Linked DNA regions of Mus musculus: region 1 is linked to region 2. The links are chromatin contacts, called in public HiChIP or PLAC-seq maps. All regions are on one chromosome and are shown on one strand. The core of a region is the stretch at or near the end of the contact, and the rest is flanking DNA. Distances in the headings are between cores, read along the strand shown.

The links. HiChIP or PLAC-seq counts read pairs in DNA pulled down with a chosen protein or histone mark.
Region 1: a contact with region 2 is called in an H3K4me3 HiChIP or PLAC-seq map of bone marrow-derived macrophages, with 2.5 times the contacts expected there. The contact joins two enhancer-like sites. A contact is called at or near these places in 1 of 115 datasets of contacts at active chromatin or transcription factors (bone marrow-derived macrophages) and 1 of 9 other capture datasets (adipose tissue).

Annotation. Positions count from the first base shown.
Region 1 is chr14:33,396,015-33,402,276 of GRCm38.p6, forward strand. The region is part of intron 5 of Mapk8 (mitogen-activated protein kinase 8); the gene reads right to left. Among named protein-coding and RNA genes, the nearest start is that of Mapk8, 48 kb to the right of the region's middle. Within about 2 kb of position 4,242, at least 26 of the 459 cell types and tissues checked have an H3K27ac peak or open chromatin away from gene starts, as enhancers often do. A contact at or near this core is called in bone marrow-derived macrophages, where this site is marked.
Region 2 is chr14:33,240,968-33,246,813 of GRCm38.p6, forward strand. The region is part of intron 2 of Arhgap22 (Rho GTPase activating protein 22); the gene reads left to right. Among named protein-coding and RNA genes, the nearest start is that of Gm41130, 12 kb to the left of the region's middle. Within about 2 kb of position 4,179, at least 26 of the 459 cell types and tissues checked have an H3K27ac peak or open chromatin away from gene starts, as enhancers often do. A contact at or near this core is called in bone marrow-derived macrophages, where this site is marked.

The DNA.
Region 1 (6,262 bases), core at 2,992-5,491, 160 kb after region 2:
GGTGATTAGTAACATTGTAGATAGTGGGCATCTCTATAAATCCAAATGTCTACCCCTACCATGATGTGCCTACATACAGAATGTGAAAAATAAACCTTAGTCATATTTGGCTACTGAGAGTTTGATATCTGCTTTTGCAGTGGTGGCGCATACTTTTGATCCCAGTATTTGAGAGGCAGTGGATCTCTGAGTTTAAGCCAGCCTGGTCTACAGAGTTCCTGTACTGTCAGAGATACACGGAGAAACCCTGCTTTGAAAACCAAAAAACAAAATAAGAGTTTGATATTTTTTATTGTAGCTAAGCCTAGTGTTTTCTGGCTGAATCCCAAGACTTGGGAGTTACTATTATCCCTAATCTGAAATCTGAAAGGCCCAAATTTAAGTATTTTTGGTTTTTTAGTATAACTGTCAATACTCAAAAGGCTGTTATAACTACTTTGATATTTATGCTAAGGAAAACTTTAAGGTAGTCTCAAATCAGTCCAAGAATACAGGGGCCATCATGACAGTTCTTTGATTTGGATCCCCCCCAAATTTCTGATTTTCAGATTAGGGATGCTCACTATAAGTCTATGCAAATATCTAAAATCTAAAATATTTCACAGTTTGAAATACTCTGGCCCCAAGCATTTCAGATCAGACAACCTATGCAAGGACACAGGATCATGAGTTTGGTTATTTAACAGTATTGACAGCAGTATCAAAGTGGAAAGTGATCCAAATTATGCAGAGGTAAACTATTTTATGTCATCTGCACAGGACTTCAACTGATTGCTTTTGCAAAGGAAGTTTAATGCAAACTTAACCATAGTCATTTTTACCCCATGTTATCTACAGTTGATATTATGATAGAAGGGCAGTAGTTGTCAGTAGTTGTGTCAGAGGCCATGTCCACAAACAAAAAACATTCAGAATATGGACTTTACATAATTCCTTAACCCTTGCTCTATAAGAGGTCAGAAAGCAAAAAAGGCTGCTGGTGGCTACTGTCTGCATTAGAAGTAACTGGTTACTTTAAAACTAGAAATGAAAGTAACAGTGCCATCATTTTGGATAAGCAAAATGCTGCTAGACCCAGAAAAAGGCAACAGATGGTTTAGCTTAACATCCTTTTACATGCCTGTCCTTATGACCTGTTTCAGTTAATGGAACTCAAAATTACATGATGCTCACCAGATCTGAAAAATTCTGAACCTGCTCGAGGTAGCATAGTTTCTATTCTTCTACTTCATAGCATGGGAAAAGGATGTCCCTGGAAGTAACACTGAACCTGACCTGAGGTCTGTAGTAATGCTGCATGGGCCAACACTGTAGACCCTGAGTACACACTGTGCTTTTGTAAGCCATGAATAGCTTGTTAGAAATCATGGACATCTTGGAAGCCTGGAAGCTTGAAGGTAGACTCAGGAGTTTCAAGTAAGTCCAATAATACATAGACTGTCAGCTAACAAATATGCTTTAAAAAGACATACAATCAAAAGCTACCAAGGTTACTGATATAATAAACTGAACCACAAATAACACAACTCAAGTCTGTTGTCAAAATTACTAAGTAACTTACAAAGACAGGATAACAACAAAGAGTGTCCAAAATGTCAACAATAGAACACACTTGTGTCCCTATCTTTCAGGGATAAGAAGCAGGCCAAGAAAGCTGAGCACCCCTTCAGTACACAGCCTTCAATACTCACTTAAGATCTATTTAAGGGAGATAAGAGGAAAGGAAGACTTCCATAGGGAGCAGACAGGTAATGTGGACAACAGCGGGGAAGTTGCACTGTGCAGAAATCAGATCCAGCTCCTCAAGAGGGAACACTCCTACCTCCAGAGGAAGGAACACTTACAATGTCCATCCAGCATAATGTCAAATGCAACTAATAAATCAACATCAGTATTTCTCAATTTCCAATGAGACTGTCTTGACTACCCTGGAACCACCTGACTATTCTATAGAAGGAACTTGAGAGGAGGGAAGACAGAGCCAGTTCCTATGCTTCTGGGCTCAGAAGATCAACATCTGAACCTGGCACAGACACTAAGGTGTATCCACATTAAGGAGGTGTGGGACAGAGAACGGAGGTATGTCAGACAACCACAGGCTATGGAGCCCGGTACTCACCAACACCCATGAGTTTGCCTTCCTCACATTTTCCTGCTCTTCTATAAGGAGGCAGGTTTTTATGGCTAGCTCTGTGGATGCACTGAGTAGAGGTTATGTGTGTCACTTCCAGGCCAGCATGTGAGCCAGGGTATTACCATACAGATCTCTTCTGCTGACTCAGTGGGAACTAGTTAGAGGGAAGTCTCTCTCAGCAAGGGTTTCTAAGTGCCTACAGGGACATCTAACTGTAGTGCCTGGAAGGAATAAAAGTTTAGATTGCTTCTTAAACCAAGTGAGTAATCACAGAATGGCACAGTTAAGGTGAACCGAGGATGGGGGTGCTGTGAGGACTAAATGCAAAACTGACAGCTAGTTATGTCAAAATTTTTGGTAATTGCTTCAGAAAAAGTCAGAAAATATTCGACAGGAACAGCCAGACATTAGTACCCTAAGACAATGGGAAGAGTGACTCAAGGAGTGGCTTCAATAGGCTCTGTGATATCTGCTCAGACCCTGGCTCAGACAATTACTCTTCCATTGCCCAAGAGGGACGGCTGCTGGTGACCTTTAGGAAACTCCTCCAGCAAGGACCTGTTTTCAGTGCAGAGGTTAAATGGGAGCCACCAGCTGAGGCTTTTGAAATAAATGTAGCCAATGTAATTTCTCCCTTTGTCCACTTTTACTTTGTAATAGATACTGATCTTAATGGAACTCTCTAATAAGCTTCTTACATGTATAGCTCCACCCTAGTTTCGCACATTGTCCAGCCTAAGATACAGGTCACCACACCAACAGACCTCTCAGTATATCTACTGCTAGCTCAACTTTATTGCTTTAAGAACATTTCTTCAGCCATACTTTATTTCCTAAAATCTTCTAAATGAGCAAAAGCAGCTAAGAAACAAGAGAGGAAGGAACGCATCTTAACTTTCACTGAGATTAGGAAACTCCTGATACCAAAGTATGATTAAAACCATCTTTACAAACAAACTACAAATGAAATCAGTAATGAATCCAAGGGTAAAAAACTCCAACAGAAATACTAGCATATCAGTTCCAATAATATACTGGAAAGATTATATATACCATGTCCAAATGGGATCTATCCCAGGAATAAAGAGGACGCTAAATATAAAAAAATCTATCAATGCAGTACAACAGTTAAGGGAAGCAACATACACAGTAATTTAAATTGGTGCATAAAACCTCTGGCTAAGTTTAATACTCCTTAATGACAAAAATAAGTAAATAAGGAATAGACGATAAATGGAGAAGAATTCATTCATCTTCTATAGAAAGAGGTCTGGTCTTTGCCCTAAATTACAGGTAATGGCAACACTTGGAATATCCTGTTGACGAACTGTCCCGTTAATGTGGAGGTTTTGACCATGATAACCTAACAAGATAATTTATGATAAGGGCTTTGGCTTGCAACAATCTCAACCTTTAGAGGAAATGGAGATTCAATGTATTAGCATGAATCAGGAATGATTCTTGCCTACTAAGGGAAGTGGTATGTTATAGTGACCAAATAAAATACCTAGAAGAGTCTGGGTGAGCGCCCCTTGCTAGTGACACAGTATTGTCATACTCTATAGCCAACAAAACAACTAAAAACTCTATGCTGGAGCCAGACTTCCATAAAGCCTCTTTCTTTGGCTGGTTCTGACTCTTACCATTCAGTTAGGACCATGGTAGAATTGGCAATTTGTAACCAGATGGTCTAAACTCAGGTAATTCTGGGACCCTTGAGCCTGCATGCGTGTACCTTGCGTTAGGTCTTTGTTACAACAATGAGAAACAGAAAAATACACTGGTGAACGATGAAAAGCTTTCCCTATTACAACAAGCAAGACTCAAATGACTATTTTCACTACTGTTCTCTAAGATTTTACCGTAAGCTCTAGCTAGGGCAGCTGGGAGATGGGGGAAGGTGGCCAAATTGAATAGAAGTAAAACTATGGTGCAAATGACATGATCTTAAAAAAAAAAAAAATCAGTGTTTATGAGCACATAAGCGGAGGTCAGAAAGAACACATGCTGCTCTCTGACAAAGGAAAAACCACATGAAGGAAGCTACAGAGAGTGCTTATGGACCTCACCAAAACCACAAAGTTTCGGATCCTGAGAGCTGTGAGAAAATAACTCCTGCTGTTTCAGCTACCCAACTCATAGCACTACAGACTAACACAGCTTAGGAAATGGGAAGATCTTATGCTTACAAAGCCCTCAAGACAAGTGATAAAACCACCAACCAACTCATTCTTTAGATTTAATGGATTCATTGTCCAAAGTCCGTTGGCTTTTTTTTCCCCTGTAGATGTGAAAAAGCTAATCTCCAAATTCCTATACACTTAAAGCTGTTTTTAAAACTACTAAGAAAGGACACAGGATTCATAGTATCCCATTTCAAAGCAGTACAGAGTTACATGTGTAACTGGTATAGCTGGACAGATGGCTCAGCAGCTAAGCCTTGAAGATGACCTGGGTTTGGCCTCTACCATCCAAATGACAGCTCATTAAATCCTGTAAATCCAGCTCCAGGGGATCCTACCACCTCTGGACTCCATGGGTCCCATACCCACATGATCACACATACACTTAAAAATAATAAACTTCATAAAACTGTGATTCTAATATAGAGACAGACATAGAGTCTAATTATAGAGAACTGGCAGTCAGCTGGATTCCCTAAGGCACCAATACAACCTGAGAGCTTGGGCAACTGGATTTCTAAACATGGGAGAGTGAAGATAAGTCTTGCACTACACCATATACAAAACATAAGTTCAAAATGGACCAAAAATTTACAAAAAGAGGCAATGTTGAATTTTTATGACCTCAATTTGGCAGTAGATTCTTGTGCAAGACACAAGACCACATAAAACAACAAATATTTGATATTTCATAAAAATTAAAACCACTTACATATTAATTAACACATCATTAGCAAAGTGAAAACAATCTACAGATTTTAAATTATGTCTGGTAATGGTTTTGTATATATAGAACTGGAATACACACACACACACACACACACACACACACACAAATCTGTAAATTTAACAAAGACGCAAACAACTTAGAAACAAGGGCTTAAAAAATACACACACACACACACACACACACACACACACACACACAAATCTGTAAATTTAACAAAGACGCAAACAACTTAGAAACAAGGGCTTAAAAAATACATGTTTTTCAATAACATAGAAATGGCCAACAAATGAGGAGATTCTTGACTCCTTTGGTAGCATGAAAAAGAATGGCCCTCATGGGCTCATATGCTTGAATACTGTGCTCCCAGTTGGTAAAACCGTTTGGGAAGAGTGTGTTATTGAAGGTGGCTTTGAGGTTGCAAAAGCTCCCATCAGTCAAGGTAGCTTTCTCTGTGTTGCTGTTAGTAGAGGAAGCTCTGGGCTACTGCTGCCTGCCTGCCTGTTGCCATGCTCCTCACCCTGACAGTTATGGACTTCCCTTTGAAACTGTAAGCCCCCAGTAAACTCTTCTATAACTTGCCTTGGTCATGATGTTTTGTCATGGCAATAGAAAAGTTATTAAAATAACCATTATTAGCCACTAGGAAAATGTGTATCAAAAGCCCAATAAAATACCACTTCATAGCCACTGTGATGACTAAAATAAAGCGGTCAGGTACTAAATACTGGCAATGCTGCAGGAAAACTGTACAATTATATATGGATTCTGGGGATGTAAAATTTGAAAAACAGTTTCATGGTTCCTTAAAACGTGAATACCACATGATTCAGCAATCCTACCCTGAAAGACTAAAGAACAAAGAGCAAATAAATACTTGTACATGAATTTTCATAGCAAGATAGTATTTAACTGAAAGGTAGTAAAACAAAAATTATCTGTAGAATATGATATATGGAATATTATCCATTCATAAAAGTAAATACTAATATATGATACAGCATAGACACCACAAAAACATTACACTAAGTCAAAGGAGCCTGACACAAAGGCCATATAGTATATTATTACATTTATATGAGGTATCTAGGACAGGTAAATCCATTGTCCTGAATTAACAGGCTCTGAGAAGAGAGACAAAATGAAGAGTGACAATTTTAGGGATGTAGTCTTCACTAGAGAAAGGCTGATGAAAGTTTTAGAATTTGACATAGATGG
Region 2 (5,846 bases), core at 2,929-5,428:
CTGCTGCAGGCTATCAATTTGACTTTGTTCAGGTTAACTGGGCCAAAGTCATACTGGGTGCCAAGCAGATCAGCTCTTTGTGACTTCCAAAGAGGGATCTGGGGAGTTTCAGGGATGGACTAGAAGCTGTCCAGCAGCAACCAAGCTCTAACCCAGAGAGCAAAACACTGGGATGTCTGTGGCCTTGAGAAAGGAAGCAGCAAGGAATGGACTAAAAGTGCCAAAGGCAAGGAAGTGAATGGAAGCAGACAGAGGCGTCAAGGTGAGAGGCTTCCTCTTAGAGGATGTGAGTAGGGAGAAAGGGAGCTGTGGGAGAGGAGTGAACGCAGAAGGGGCTCTGGGACAATCCGCTCTTGCCCTCTGCTCAGGGCACTGCCTCTCCTCACATCTCAGGCAGGTGTTTGAACCAGGGACCACACTTGTTAAGCAACAATGCAGAACTGACCAGAACAGTCCATCTTTATTTTCTCAAACATAACCTTTGACCTTGACTTCAGGGAGGAGAACTCACTTCAGATGCTCACTGGACCCCCTTGAGATCAGGGGCTACTCTTAGCTTCTGGGCAGCTCATGGAAGCAGCCCTACCTCTCTCTGCCACACCCTGCTTCAGGGGTGACCATAGCTACTTGGACTCTTGGTGAATCCTTGTCCCATGATCAGGAACACTTTGATCTGCTGGAGAGACCATATGTCCCTCTTTCCTCTTAGCCCCAGACTGACAGAAGCTGAAGACTCTCCCTGACCAGTAGTGAGGGCCAGCCATAGGTATCCCCACCTCCCTTAGAGGCCCTGACCCACATATGAACTGACAGAAACTTCTCCTCTGAGAAACTCACTGGAAAAAAAATACTCAACAAATTTTCAGCTGAAAGAATTTATTTTTAATCTGAAAGTCACTCAGTACAACAGAGTCCCAGGTACTTGTCCAGCTTAAACAAAGACTCTTAGATGAGCAGTATCAACTATTGAACTTGACATTTACAGAAGCTTAAAAGTGACACACAGGTATAGACAGAATACCCTTGTTACCTGGAGGCAGGAGTGACATGAACTGCCATTACCTATTTATTCTCTTGGGGTGAGCCTCAGTCTTAGTTACCGTTCTGTTGCTGTAAGGAGACAGTATGACCAAGATAACTTATAGAAGAGTTATTGGGGACTTACAGTTTCAGACAGTGAGTCTCTGACCATCATGGTGGGAAGCATGGCAGCAGGCAGGTAGGCATGGTGCTGAGCAGTAGCTGAGAGCTTACATCTTTATCCCCAAGTAGGAGACAGAGAGAGCTATCTGGGAATGACACTGGATTTTGAAACCTCCAAACCCTGCCCTGCCCACCCAAACTCTTCCAGCAAAGCCACATCTCCTAATCCTTCCCAAACTGTTCCACCAAATGAAGACCAGTATTCAAACACATGAGCCTATGGAGGCCATTCTCAATCAAATGACCACACTCAGGTTTCCAGCCAGCTCTGTGCTTTTCTCCTCTTGAGATGTTCCCAGCCAATGGCCAAGGAGAGTGGTAGCAACTAAAGTCATGTCCTTCTTGAGGAAGACCTTGTAATGGCAACACAAGTGTGTGGAACACAGGTCTGACCTCCGAACTTGTAATGACAACACAACACAGGTCTGACCTCCTCTGCCCAAAGCCAGACCTATTCAGTGGCACAGCTCCCTAGAACTCCCAGCAGGCAGAGATGCTCCTGTGAAGATGAAGTTGACATGTGACAAGCTATTGTGTCTCAACCAGATTGGTTCACCTAAGCTCCTCTCCTGGGGAATAAGAATACAGGTGTCACCAGGACTGAGGTCAAGTTGCATCAGCTACAATTTCTCATCGCTGGGACAAAGTACCCAAAGAAAGGCGACTTAAGGGAGGAGGGGGTTATTTTGACTCACAATTTGAAGAGACAATCCATTGTGCCAGAGAAGCCATGGTGGTTAGAGGCAGTCTGCTTACATCTGGGTGGATCGGGCAACAGAGAGATGAAAGCTAACACACGCTTGCATCCTCCTTTTTTCCTTCTTATTCAGTCTGGGGTCCCAGCTCATGAGATAGAGTAGCCCATACTCAGAGTCCATCCTCCTTCCTCAGTTTATCCTCTCTGGAAACACAACCATAGGTGTGCCCAGATGGATGGACGTCTCCTAGGTCATTCCAAGTTGACACTGACAATCAATCAGTATAACTTCGGGGCTTTGTAAGCAAGCCTCCCTGCTCTGGGCTTCTTCCTCTTGGCCTGGTCTGGTATATATGGGTGGTTTTTCAATGTGTGATTTTTAGAGTCTGTATCATTATCCTGACATGGATAACAAGACACAAAATAGACCACTCCATGAAAAGTGGAAATCTAGGACTCTGGATCCTCCCCAGGGGCCTGGCTATGGATGACAGTATGCACCATGAGCTGCAACACGTGGACAACACTAATAAAAAGATCAGTGATGACAGGATTGTGGTCAGGGAGAAAGGCCTGCCCCTCTGGAGTAGGCTCCTGCAGTGGCCACCCTCCCGGTGGTGACACAGATAGAGGATGTGCCCATAGACACCAAAGTAGCACAAAAGTTGACCTTTGAATCCCACAAAATTTCACAATTTAAAGATTTAGAAAGAGTGCTGCCAAGGACCAGCCTTGACTTGGAGAAGGGTTCTGAGGAAGGGGTGTCTGGAACAGCAAAACAACCAAACTGAAGTCAAATCGTGGATTCAAGCTAACAACCTATGCTCCGCTTGAGACAGCTTTCCAGATTGCTCTCTCTCTCTCTCTCTCTCTCTCTCTCTCTCTCTCTCTCTCTCTCTCTCTCTCCCTCCCTCCCTCCCTCTCTCTCTCTCTCTCTCTCTCTCTCTCTCTCTCTCTCTCTCTCTCTCTCTCTCTCCTGCTTTCTCTGGAGATCTCCAGACAGCTCTCTTTCTATATATATTTTTCTGCTCAAGACAGTTCTCCAAGCAGTTCTCTCTTTTTCTTCTAAAAAGTTCTCTGGATAGCTCATCTCTTGTAGATCATAAGCCCAGTCTGATATTTTACGTATCACTCCAGTCATTTACTCCAGGTTTCCTTTTGATTATTCTATGAATCATCATCCTGTGAACCCAGCCCCTTAATTTTTAGAAAACAGCAACCACACATTTTCTTTTAACATTGCAAAAGAATTCAGAGATCTGTCTGCCTTTGTTAAGCACAGGTGATAACTAGCTGGTTGGGACCCCATCCTGAAATGACCATTTCTACCACACCTGGGCCCAACCTAGCTCTGTCACAGGATGGTCCTGAACCTAGGAATCTGTCTGCCTTTGTAAGCAGAAACAAAGAATTTAGCTGAGGATCTCCTGAGGTCCCCTGGATCTCTCTCTCTCTCTCTCCTTCCTTGGAGCTTCCTGACAAGGGGCCTCTCAGCACAGCTGATTTCGTTCCTTTAGATTCGTGAGGACTCTCATATAACTCACATGGCATCCTTACTTTTTTTTTGAGAAATTATATATTTTTGAACCCATGATTTTAGAGTTCTTTTCCACAGCCTTAAGGGCTGTCCTGAAGGTCCCATCATTTACCATTTTGCTGAGACTTTAGCCTCCCAGACTCATGCTTTTTCTGATTATCATGGAGTCATTAGTGTTAATAGGGAGGACATTCCTTGAAGGAGGAACTAAAATACGTACATTCTTATACAAACAAGCCTTACACACACAACAGCCATCAACAGGCCCACACCTGCTGGCCCTGTCCCAGGGGCAGGAATCATATCATTCTGTCCTTATTAAGGCCGTGACAGACTTGGCAGAGAGCATTAGTCCAGGCTGACGATGTGTGTGAAGTTGGTATTTAATTATAGAAGAGAGTCAGCAAGAGTTCATAGTCTATTTCCAGTCTCTCTCTCTCTCTCTCTCTCTCTCTCTCTCTCTCTCTCTCTCTCTCACACACACACACACACACACACACACACACACACACACACACATCCAGGTCTTGTAGAGGAAGGTCCCTGGAGCCTTAAGGATGGGTGATCCACTCTAGTCATATTCATGAACAATGTGCTGACCCTGGAGGACGTTTCACACTTTCACAGGCAAAGGCCAGATAAAACCACAGATCCAATAGAAAGTTGACTGTGGTAACAGAGAGGACCAGCCATGTAATGGTCCCCATGATGACCAGTCACTTCTGCTTTCCATACCCAAGTGGAATGTTTCCAGGCTAGCAGTGAGAGCTCGGCTCCACACAGCTGTTTGGGACTCAGACTGCATGGCCCTTACCACCTTCTAAGGTGCCCTGATCCTAGGTGGCCAGAAAATGCAATTGAGCTTGAAACCTCAGAGCATCCATGAGGAAGGAGAGGACTGATTTGGATAGAGACCTAGCATTCTCCATTCAGAGCAGGGGCCCCACACTGGCCCCACACTGGCTGGATCACATGGTGTGGGTTGTAGAGAAGGGGGCAGAAATGTACCCATTTGGGCAGGAGGAGTCTATTCCCTATCTTAGACCAGGTCCCTAGGCACCTCTGGCTTGGATCAGAGGGATGTGAAGAGAGAGGTGATTCCTGGGCTCTGGATTAGTGCTACCTGACTTCCATGCTGTGAGTACTCCTCGAATAATAGCACTGAACTTAACGAGATCCACATGGCTGTTGGGGGTAGTTTTATGCTACCGCCAGGACCAGCCTTACTACCAGACCCCACCCAGCATCCTTTTGCTCTACTGCCTTCACTCTTCCGGGAGGTGACCACACTACCAGCCCCCTTCTAGCTTCTTTCAAATCTGTGGATAAAAGACACACACAGTTTGTTCCTTTACAATTGCCTTCTTGGCACAATTGTTGGGCATTACTGTCTCCCTCCTGGAAAAGCATGCCCTTACCAATTTATTATCTGTCTCTCCACTTGCCCTAAACTTCAGTGGCTAGTCCCTCCTAGGCCCTGCCAAACATCCATGACCACCTGCCTGCAGTGGAGGCCACAGGCTCCCTCCGAGACTTCACATGGTTGTTGCTTTCTTCTTCCTCCAAAGCATGGCAAAAAACACCCCTCTCCCTTCTTTGCATCTCATTTTCCTCCTGGAACCTGGAAGTCCCATCTGTACCTTCCACCCAACAATTGGCTCCTGCTTTCTTTACGGACAAATCAAGAACCAAATGGGGAACAGGACCTTAGCATCAGACCCGCCCCCTTCACATGATAATGGGAAAATATAGTATGTCCATATGGGTGACTTAACTAGATTAGGAAGTGATAAGTTTTGTAACACAATTTACTCAATTACAGGTTTATACTGTTCAATTCCTGAGAGTGTATGTCTTAAACTGTTGGCTTTGCAAACTTACTAAAAATTTAACCATCAGCTTCCTTACATATTTACGCCAGCTAGCTAGCTGGGACCCCACTAGATAGGCAGCTGGAAAGTTAGTTGTGATGGCCTGGCTGAGTGACAGGCTAAGGAGGTGGCAGCAGCCTCCTCACAGCAGGGAACAGAGGCTACTCTCAGCAGCCTGGCAGGGAGCAGAGGTGCTGGGGACAGACGTTGGAGAGCCAGGTCAGCATCGCTTCCACATTGGCCTTTGCACGGGCGTGCTTCTGCCGCAAGTCCAGAAGCTTCTGGAGACAGGAAACAGGGATCCACTGTCCATCTGGCCTCTTTGTGAAAATTAGAGAAAAGTTCCCCCTCCTTGCTTCTACTCTAAAAGCTTGCTGGCCCAGCCCAAACCCAACCCCACGCCCTCTACTGGATACTTCTGCGCACTGCACGGATTATACAACAGCACCAGAGCACAAGGAATTTCTTTCTCATTAGTGCATGGGGTTCTTTTTGGCTGAATAAATGATTGACACATGTATCTCTCCATAATAAGGCC